Linked DNA regions of Sus scrofa: regions 2 and 3 are each linked to region 1. A link is a contact called in public Hi-C and targeted proximity ligation data. All regions are on one chromosome and are shown on one strand. The core of a region is the stretch at or near the end of the contact, and the rest is flanking DNA. Distances in the headings are between cores, read along the strand shown. Region 1 has its middle 20 kb from the start of ZNF706. Region 2 has its middle 57 kb from the start of PABPC1. Region 3 overlaps PABPC1 (polyadenylate-binding protein 1).

What was found. Hi-C and Micro-C count contacts between places; a contact is called where the count stands out from the background.
Region 2: a contact with region 1 is called in a Hi-C map of mesenteric adipose tissue, with 2.7 times the contacts expected there. A contact is called at or near these places in 14 of 47 Hi-C or Micro-C datasets (alveolar macrophages, embryonic fibroblasts, fetal heart ventricle and 8 more) and 1 of 2 datasets of targeted methods (alveolar macrophages).
Region 3: a targeted proximity ligation map of alveolar macrophages shows a contact between it and region 1. A contact is called at or near these places in 1 of 47 Hi-C or Micro-C datasets (embryonic fibroblasts) and 1 of 2 datasets of targeted methods (alveolar macrophages).

The regions. Positions count from the first base shown.
Region 1 is chr4:35,746,124-35,749,674 of Sscrofa11.1, forward strand. No RefSeq gene overlaps it. Among named protein-coding and RNA genes, the nearest start is that of ZNF706, 20 kb to the right of the region's middle.
Region 2 is chr4:36,078,704-36,082,343 of Sscrofa11.1, forward strand. No RefSeq gene overlaps it. Among named protein-coding and RNA genes, the nearest start is that of PABPC1, 57 kb to the right of the region's middle.
Region 3 is chr4:36,206,529-36,210,136 of Sscrofa11.1, forward strand. PABPC1 (polyadenylate-binding protein 1) reads left to right here. Exons shown (of 16, transcript XM_001927747.4): 2 at 1,520-3,334. The coding sequence starts at 3,142. Among named protein-coding and RNA genes, the nearest start is that of PABPC1, 71 kb to the left of the region's middle.

The DNA.
Region 1 (3,551 bases), core at 733-3,232:
AAAATTTCGTCTCAATAACACAGCACCTGCAATATGCTGTATGCTAACCCAGAGCAAATAAGAATAGGAAATATGAAATGACATGGCTTATTATTTTATAGAAGTGTCAAGGGCTGGATATTTCCTCCTGGCACTGACATGTATGGCTTCTCAAAGAGGGGACTTTCCTGAACACTCTACTTAAGCAGCCTCTGCATCCACTCTTACTGCCCCCTGCTGAATTTGTTGATAGCATCTATCATTACCGACAATCATGTATGTTTACTTACAGGGAGTGGTGGTCTGCCCCTCCCTCCCCCTTAGTATGTAAGCAGCCTATAACCAGGAGCTCTGTTTGGTGTTAACCAATGCTGGGCACCTGGTAGGTGTTCAATGAGTGAATGAATGAATGAAAGTGGTATTTATTACTGAGCATGGCCCCTCTGTAATAACGGAAGCAAACCTTTTTTTTTTTTTGGTCTTTTTAGGGCTGCACCCAAAGCATATGGAGGTTCCCAGGTTAGGAGTCAAATCAGAGCTATAGCGGCTGAACTATGCCACAGCCACAGCAATGCCAGAGCCACATCTGTGACCTACACCACAGCTCACAGCAACTCTGGATCCTTAGCCCACTGAGTGAGGCCAGGGATCGAGAATCTTCGTCCTCATGGTTATTAGTCAGATTCTTTTCCGATGAGCCACGAAGGGAACTCACAGAAGCAAACTTTTTAATCCAGTCTTTTGCCTCCACATTTATGCAAAAATTTTAAAAATTGTTCTTTTGTGAACTACACAAAGGTCATAAAATACTTTGACATTTTTAGATGAAATGAGTGAAAGAAAGACCCTTCTTATCCCATGAGCTTACTTTGCAGCAAAAAGAAGGTGAGTAACATAGATAGCTTCAGATATGAAATGCTGGCCATGTAATCTACTTTGATTTGTTCGGTGGAGTACTTAGAGATCTAACCAAGGAATAGTTATAGTACATATAAAAATGGAAGTGTCTTGGAGCTCCCTTGGTGGTGCAGTGCTTAACGAATCTGACTAGAAACCATGAGGTTGCGGGTTCGACCCCTGGCCTTGCTCAGTGGGTTAAGGACCCGGTGTTGCTGTGAGCTGTGGTCTAGTTCACAGACGCAGGCTCAGATCCTGCATTGCTGTGACTGTGGTGTAGGCCGGCGGCTAAGGCTCCAATTCAACCCCTAGCCTGGGAACCTCCATATGCCACAGGATTGGTCCTAGATTTACATGCCTTTGCAAATTCTTCCACAAAAGCATTTTTAATGAACAGGGTTATTTTGCTGGATGGGTATCCTTACTGCTGGGCATATAAGTTAATAATAAGTGTTTGCTTGTTTATTTGTTTTTTAGGGCCACACCCATGGCACATGGAAGTTCCCAGGCTAGGGGTCGAATCTGAGCTGCAGCTGCTGGCCTACACCACAGCCATAGCAATGCCAGATCCTTAACCCACTGAGCGAGGCCAGGGATCAAACCCAGTCCTCATGAATATTAGGTTCATTACCGCTGAGCCGCAACGGGAACTCAAAGCATAAGTTTTTATTATTTTAAGCACTGCTGGTTCTAAAAATATTTGTGTTAATAGTTACATCTTTATGCTAAATAATTACTTTGGTGGATTAAATTCCTTATCAATAAGTTTTATAATTGAAGGATATAATTATTGTCAAGGCTTTTGATAGCTTTCCCAGACACCCTATTTCCCTGTTCTTGATCTGTGAAACTGAATACACCCTTAACTCCATCCTAGAATTGGGGTCCTGTCTTGCGCCTCTCCCAGGGGGTGGGAACTTGCCCCTCCTATGTAAGCCTCCCAGGGGTCCACTTCTTGTCTGCTTTTACCTGTCATGGCTAGAGGTGTGTAAGGTAGCCCTGTCTGCTTCTCTGTCTGTCATTACCTGCCCACTATGCTGACCCCTGGGGCAGGCCATTTTTCTGAACCATATTAGACATTGCCCAGGGTCACCCTGGGCCCTTGGCAAGTGTCCAGAGTCAGGCCACCCTTCTCTACTACCTTTTTGTGTGTGACGATTACTATAGTGTCCTGGCTCTTGGGGTATATTTCTGATCCTCTCTGCTGTTTACACAATACTGCTTCCTTGGTTAAGTTCTCTGAAATGTAATTCTCAAGTATAATGTTCCTTTCATAAAACACGATCTTCTTTATAATGATCAACTAGGGGCCTGAGTTCTAGGATGCCTTGTGGAAAAGCTGCATGGCAGCTACTAACAACCCATTTAAAGACTGGCAACACAAATTATCCTAATCACAAAAAGAATGATATTTAATCTAGTTTGTAAATATTTGACTGTGGTAAAATAGGTATAACATGAAGTTTACCATTTTAATCACTTTTAAGTGTATAATTCAGTGGCCTTAAGTAGAGTCAAAATGTTGTGTAACCATGACTGCTATCTTTTTCCAAAACTCTTTCATCACTCCAAATAGAAACTCTGTAAACATTAAGCAATAACTTCCCATTCCCCTCTCCTAGCCATGGTAACTGCTACTTTCTGTTTCCATGAATTTGTCTGTTCTTGATATTGGATATAAGTGGAATCATATGCTACTTGTCTTTTTGTGTCTGGCTCCTTTCACTTAGCATAATGTTTTCAAGGTTCATCCATGTTGTAGCAGGTATCAGAATTTCATTTTTTATGGCTGAATACTATTTTATCATGTATGTGCCATGGGGTTTTTGTTTTTGTTTTATTTTTGGGGTTTTTTTTTTTTTTTTTTTTTTTTTGCCTTTTCTTGGGCCCCTCCTGTGGCATACGGAGGTTCCCAGGCTAGGCGTCTAGTCGGAGCTGTAGCCACTGGCCTACACCACAGCCACAGCAACACGGTATCTGAGCCGCATCTGCGACCTACACCACAGCTCACGGCAATGCCAGATCCTCAACCCACCGAGCAAGGGCAGGGATCGAACCCGCAACCTCATGGTTCCTAGTCGGATTCGTTAACCACTGTGCCACGACGGGAACTCCTGTGCCACAGTTTTTATCCATTTACCTGTTGGTGTACACTTAGGTTGTTTCCACAGTTTGGCTAATGTGAATAATGCTGCTATTATTAAATGCCTAGCATCTCTAATAACCCTAATTATAAAGGAATGGTATTTAATCTGTTCTTATGATTCACCTTTGTTACTAACATTTCCAATTTCTCATAAATATATATAGATATGAAAGTCACTAGCCACATTCTCTTTCAATAATCAGTGCTTTAAACAGTATACCAAAGCAGCCTAATTTGTATTTTAACCTTAGTCCAGGATTTATTTGAGGAAGTTTACAAAATACAAAAGGAGCAAAATAGATTTTTTTAAAAAAGGAAGATTTAGAGAAAAACAAGGATGGCATTGTAAAATGAAGCCTGGGCAATATACACCAAAAATGTAGAATATACCAAAAATTATTGCACAGTAGGTATGTCATAATTTCTAAGCTTCCTAGTGACCAAGAAAGAATCAGTCAGAAGAGTCATAGGGTTTAAAAGATAAGAAACAAACAAAAAAGGACCAGTTGCTCAGAAGAAAAAGGCCAAA
Region 2 (3,640 bases), core at 933-3,432, 330 kb after region 1:
TTAATTTTAAAGAGTAAAGACAAAGAGGGGAGGAATAAAGCTAATGATGGTGGGGCATATGCATTGGTCTATGGGGATGGGGGCAGGGCTTCTTCCAAGGGAGTGGGGTGCCCTCCCTGATGCTTTATTCTTTTTGTCCCTACTACCTGGTCTTGGCCGTGGATAGGTGTGTCATTTGATATGCTAATGTAGTAAATTCAGTGTATAATGAGACTCAGGGTCTGTTGGAGGTCAGATTCATCGCCATCTTGGTCCCAGTTGATTCCATCTGGGTTTTTTGGTTTGTTTGTAGCTTCCTTTCTTGTCTCTACATTTATGTTAAAGCTTTATGTTAACTCCTGCTAAATGAAGGGGTTGGCAAGTTGTGAGCAAAGACACTCCTGCTACAGGTGGGGGTTGACATTTTTAGCAAAGACCTGGAGGAGCTCTGGCAACATAAACTCTATGAAAATGTGTGCATGTGCAACTTTCTGGATGAGTATTCATACCGTTTGTTGCATCACTAAAAGTGCCTTGAACAGCCCCACCAACTGGAAAAGTATAGGAACTGCTGGTTTCAATAAAGCTCACAAGTCACTCCTGACCTTTCCTTCCTGCCCAGCTGCCTCCATTCCTGGCTTTCCTGTGCGAATTTGATGAGGGACTAGATTGGAACCACATGTTTCATGAATCGCCACCAACTTCTGGATTAAAGTGAGCTGAAGAGTTGTTTTGATTTTCAAATTTTTATTGAAGTATAGTTGATTTACAATGTTGTGTTAGTTTCAGGGATTTTATGAACCAAGTGAAATAAGAAATAGGCACACAAGTTAGGTGTTTAAGAAAAGGTAGGGGATTGGCAGTATCGTGAATGTCAGTGTCATGACCAATTCCCAATGTCCTGGCCAACCTACCCACAAGCTATTTACTCAACACCTAAAACGTACTGGTAATCACGGCTAAGGTGGGCTGCTAGCTTCCTATCCCTACGCCAACTCTCTGAGGTGAGCAGCATTATCCCCACTTTACAGATGAAGAAACTGACGCTTAGAGAGTTTAGGTAACTTGCCTGAGTTATAGAAGCATTTGAACTGCAGCCATTCTCACTTTGGCCACTAGCTCTTAACCACTATTGAGCAGTTGCTATGTACCAGGAGCTGTGCTAACGATGCTATGAGTATTAACCTACTGAGTCTTTACAACTAATCTATGAAATGAGTGCTGTTATTGTCCCCATTTACAGAAGCCCTGTTTCCAGCCACAAGGTCACAGAGCTAATACATCCTGGAGCTAAGATTTACCCCACACCACCTTACTCCAGAGTTCACACCCTTAACCCTCACACTGAAATGCTAGGCTTTAAGGAGCTGCTAAAGTCAGCCTCCAAATAACCATGGGAGGGGAGGGGGATGCATTCATCAATGATAACTTCTTATTGGAGTTCCCTTCATGGCTCAGCGGTTAACGAACCCAACTAGGATCCATGAGGATGAGGGTTCAATCCCTGGCCTCACTCAGTGGGTTAAGGATCGGGTGTGGCCATGAACTGTCATGTAGGTCACAGACGTGGCTCGGATCCCATGTTACTCTGGCTGTGGCGTAGGCTAGCAGCTGTAGTGGGAACTTCCATATGCCGTGGATGCGACCCTAAAAAAAAGAAAAAATGATGGCTTCTTCTTATTGGAGGCATCGAGCTATTTTTTTAAGATTCATCAGTGAAGAATAACTTCATTAGTCTTCTCACACTTTCATAATCACACTTTGGTTTCAACAGATGCTCATTGTATACCTGCCATGTAAAAGATTTGGGCGTAGGGCGTAGGGGTTGCAAAGTTGAAGAAGAGTGGTCCTCACCCAGTGGGAGTCCCTGGCTAGGCTGACCAGACGCGTCCATGTAAACCCACAGAAAGGAGACTGATGACAGGGCCTGATGACATGCTAGGGAGTGTGGAGAGCCTTCTCTGGCTTTTGCTGACTGTATGGTCCCTGGTCTGAGTGTGTGGGTGGGGGCAGGTGTGAAGTGAGAGTCAGAGTTTTAAGATGTGCCTGCAGGCAGGGGAGACATGCAGGGCTGAGATACCAGTCAGCCCGCTAGCTCATCTGCTGGTTCCAAACTGAAAGAAAAAGGAGGATTTGGTCTCCGCATCCATCTGGTCATACGCCCCAGGCAGCTCTTTGTTTCCGCTGCCCGATCTCCCTGTCCAAGCCTTCCCTGCCTAACACAGGGACGCATTTCAGGGTTGTGGGGTTCTGTGTGGTCACACAGGAACAGACCTTTCTCTCAACACTTCCAGCCTGGTGTTGGGGGCATGGAGCCCTTGAGATCCCCGCTGCCCATTTCCCAACTGATGATTAACTGTAGCTGACAGCCCAGCATTACATAAGAGGATTATGAAACTCTCTAACAGGGAGGTAGGTGATCTGTGGGTATAAATAGACAAAAACCTCATTACTGTGCTGCTTTAAGACTCAGAGACATCTAGTGGCAGAAAATTATATCTGCGGGGCTGGCACATCCTCTCCAAATAAGTGACTTTTTAAAAGTTGTGATTTGAGGAGTTCCTGTTGTGGCTCAGTGATTAGTAAACCCGACTAGCATCCATGAGGACATGGGTTTGATCCCTGGCAACACTCGGTGGGTTAAGGATCCGGCATTGCCATGAGCTGTGGTGTAGGTCGCAGATGCAGCTTGGATCCTGAGTTGCTGTGGTGTAGGTCAGCAGCTACAGCTCCAGTTAGACCCCTAGCCTGGGAACCTCCATAAGCTGCAGGTGTAGCCCCCCTCCCCCCAAAAAAAGTTGTGCTTTGTGAGGGTTTTGTACATACCCAAATTGGGATACTTTGGGTTAAATTACTTTGAAAGAGAAGAAACGTTATAGGTTTTTCATTTGTAAGAGTAGCATTGTCTTTTTTAAAAATATTATTTAAGTATAGTTAATTTACAATGTTTCAGTTGTATAGCAAAGTGATTTGGTTATACATATGCATATATACACACACATATATGTACACATGCACACATGCATATATTCTTTTTCAGATTCTTTTCCATTAGAGGTTATTACAAAATATTCAGTATATTTCCTTGTGCTATATAGTATGTCCTTGTCGTTTATCTATTTTATATATAATAATGTGTATCTGTTAATTGCAAATTCGTAATTTGTCCCTCCTGGCCCTTTCCCTCTTGGTAACCATGTTTGTTTTCTAAGTCTGTGAGTCTGTTTCTGTTTGATAAACAAGTCCATTTGTATCAAGTTTTTAAATTCTACCTATAAGCGATATCATATATTTGTCTCTGTCTGACCTTCTTCACTTAGTATGATAATCTCTACTTCCATTCATGTTCCAACTGGCATTATTTTGTTCTTTTTTATGGCTGAGTAATATTTCACTGTCTATATGTACCACATCTTCTTTATCCATTCATCTGTTGATCAACATTTAGGTTGATTCCAGGTCTTGGCTTCTGTATATAGTACTGCTAGCAACATTGAAGTGCATGTATCTTTTCAAATTAGGGTTTTTGCCTTTTCCAGGTATATGCCCAGGGGTAAAATGACTGGATCATTTAGTAGTCCTATTTTTAGATTTTAAGGAAGTCTCCAAACTGTTCTGCATAGTGGTTGTACCAATTCACATTCCCACCAACAGTGTAGGA
Region 3 (3,608 bases), core at 758-3,257, 460 kb after region 1:
GTCCTGATTCTACTTGTTTCCTCCCCTCAAGGATGGACTTTGCTTCTAGTCTCCCTGGTACTCAGCTGTCCCTCCCTAAAATATGACAGTGATGCCCACTGAATGTCAAGAGCCACAGCTGCCTAGAAATCCTGATGACCAGCTAGAATACTTTTGTCTACCATCCAGAGCAACCTGTTTTGTCAAGAGGCCCTGGAGGCTTGACTATTAATTGGATTTAGCAATTGGGAGGTTGCTTGTTCAAAATGGATTATAACAAAGAGAAGTCTTTTGAGAGTTACTTAATCCAGGCTCTAGTGAAACCTGAGGTTAAGCCCGTTCTAGTGACTGAAGTTCCCAAACCCACTGTGAAGAGTGCTTGCCAAACTCTTGTCCTCTGACAAAATTTCTAGACCCCAAGAAGACTTTTTTTTTTTAACCTTTGTTATTTACAATGTTTAGTGAGGTCCACCAGAAACTTCTCCCTCGTCTTTCTCTACCAGAGGAATATGTTGAAGCTCCTGGATAGATGATCTGAGTGATTATGAATGGGTTTTGGTAATTTTCACCCTTGGTGTAACCTAATTTGCAAGTTGTTGGGGGATGCTCTCCCTTCACCCTGCTTTTAATGAGTGCACCTCTTCTTTTATCCCTGTTTGGTGTTTCATATTGTCTCTGTTCAGTAATTTAAGGAAAATACTAAATAAAAGGAAATTATGTTTTCTTTGAAGTACAATAATGGCATTTCCATCATTCTTTTTAAGAAAACTAATTTAGTATCTAATAGAAAATTGTCAGAGCCAGATAAAACGCTAGGCTTGGCTGTTAATTGTACTGACTAATGCTGATATTTATATGATTACCAGAGAGCTCATTAGAAGCTTCTTGAAGACAAGTATTTGTGTCTTTCATCTGTTTTCCTTCCCTACAGATACACTTGCTAAGTATTCAATAAATATATGGACGGCTGTTAACCACAGAGTTCTAATAGATTGAATGGTGATTTATCATTAGTAGTAGATATGTCTTCTTAATGCATAGTCCTCAGTTTTGCTCTTTTGCATACTAAGGCACATAAAGCAACGTATTTTCCAAAATATTATACTCTTCCTACCAGTTGGGGACAGACTAGCACTTATGGGGGATTCTGCAAGTTTACATTTTAATTAAATGAGAATAAAGTACCCAGTCCACACCTGGCAATGTATCTGGCATGCATTGAAGAATGAATTGGGCATTTAACTTGAGACCATTCCTTTAACAGTAAAATAATTACTCCTTGCTCCACCTCCCACACAATATTGCTGTAGGGAACAAATGATAGGATGTTTTTGCAAGTGCTTTAAAATCTGTAAAGTGCATTACTATTTTAAAGTGGGATCTGTATGTTGACTTAACATCATTCCTATTAACTAGTATTTTTTATGGCTATCAACTCATTACGTTTAGCATTCCTATTAAAGCCCATAACTAACTACGAAATTGTTTTAAACATTTTTAATACTGCGTTTTGACTAGTACTAATTTTGCTTGGTTGCAGGTCTGTGCTGTCACGCATGACTGATGTTCATACTTTAAAGAAAAACATTAATTTTTCTCGAGACCTTTTTTCTACCTCAAAGAAATTTCTGGCAGAAACGGCACGTATCAGTGATTCCAGTCTACCACCTAAGTGAATAGTGATCACGATGCCTTAAAAAGGCAAGTGGACAAAGCCCCCAAAATAGTTTCCCCAAATTAAAATCACTTCGACCAACGACAGCTCCTTCGGGCAGAACGAGGAGAGTCTAGGGCTCGGAAGCGAGAGGATCTGGAGTCTGAGGGCCCCTCCCCTCTCTCCTCCTCTACTGGAAGCACCGCGGGGCCGCCACTGGGGCCCAGGGACCGGACGGTTGGAGGTCCCCGAGCTGGCAGCCAGGACCCGCGGCCAGTTGGGGTCAGCGAGCGCTGCGGCCGTTGGGGACTTCAGCTCCCAGCAAGCACCGCTTCTGCGGTCGAGGCGCGCGGCGGCACTGCCCGCTGGGACTCGTAGTGCGGTCCGGTAGGAGAACGGAGGAGCCAGCCCTGGCTCCTTTCCCCCACGTTTGGGAAACCGGGCCTGGAAGGGATCACGCCCATCCACTCGTGCCCGGCATCCCTTGGGGGCGTGGGCGAATGGAACAGGGTTGGCTGCGGCGGGAAGAGGCCCGGGTGGCCGTGCACGTGGGGGGTAGTTAGCGCCCGGGAACCCGGAAGCCCCGCGTGCCGCCCACAGCCGCGGTGACGGGTTAACGCTTCTCCCGGGTGGAGGTGGGGCGGGGTGTGTGGGAGGAGGGGCCGTCCCACCCACCTCCTCCAAGTGCAGCCCGCGAGCCGGCCCTCCCCTCCCCCACAGGCGCTACGCAGCACAGGCTCCGCCTCCCCCGGCCGCGGCGCGTGCGCAGAAGCCCCGCCCCTCCGCCCCAGCCCCACCCCCACGCCCGCAGCAGCCACCGCCGCCACCTCTCCCTTCCTCTCGGCTCTTTCCTCCTCCTTTTTTTCTTTTCCCTCCTCCTCCTTGCCCCCTTTTCTCCTCCTCCTCCGGCGCTGACGTTCGCGTAGGGCCCTAGCGTCAGACGCGCGGGGGCGGGGCGAGTGCGGCGGGGGGTATAAGTAGAGGGTGCAGGAGGCGGTGCTTCCCCTTCTCCCCGGCGGTTAGTGCTGAGAGTGCGGAGTGTGTGCTCCGGGCTCGGAACACACATTTATTATTAAAAAAATCCAAAAAAAATCTAAAAAAATCTTTTAAAAAACCCAAAAAAAATTTACAAAAAATCCGCGTCTCCCCCGCCGGAGACTTTTATTTTTTTTTCTTCCTCTTTTATAAAATAACCCGGTGAAGCAGCCGAGACCGACCCGCCCGCCCGCGGCCCCGCAGCAGCTCCAAGAAGGAACCAAGAGACCGAGGCCTTCCCGCTGCCCGGACCCGACACCGCCACCCTCTCTCCCCTGCCGGCAGCCAGCAGCCAGCGGCAAGCGGATCGACTCCGTTCTGCGGCCGTTGAGTAGTTTTCGATTCCGGTTGATTTTTGTCCCTCTGCGCTTGCCCCCGCTCCCCTCCCCCCGGCTCCGGCCCCCCGGCCCCAGCACTCGCTCTCCTCTCACGGAAAGGTCGCGGCCTGTGGCCCTGCGGGCAGCCGTGCCAAGATGAACCCCAGCGCCCCCAGCTACCCCATGGCCTCGCTCTACGTGGGGGACCTACACCCCGACGTGACCGAGGCGATGCTCTACGAGAAGTTCAGCCCGGCCGGGCCCATCCTCTCCATCCGGGTCTGCAGGGACATGATCACCCGCCGCTCCTTGGGCTACGCGTATGTGAACTTCCAGCAGCCGGCGGACGGTGAGATGCGGGCCGGGCGGGCGAGCGGCCATGAGGCTCAGGCGGTGGTGGTGGCGGCGGCGGCGGGCGGGCTAGGCCGGCGGGCCCGGGGGGAGGGAGCGGGAGGGCATGTCACCCCCCCACACACAGGGCCAGTGGGGCGAGGTTCGGGCGCCGGGACCCCGGTTCCCCGTGTCCTCCGGGACCCGTGCCGCCAGTAGCCTCACGCCCCTCGCGTGCCTGGCACTTCCTCCTCTGCGACCATTTTCTCGGCCTCAGCGGCTCAAAGTTTAGG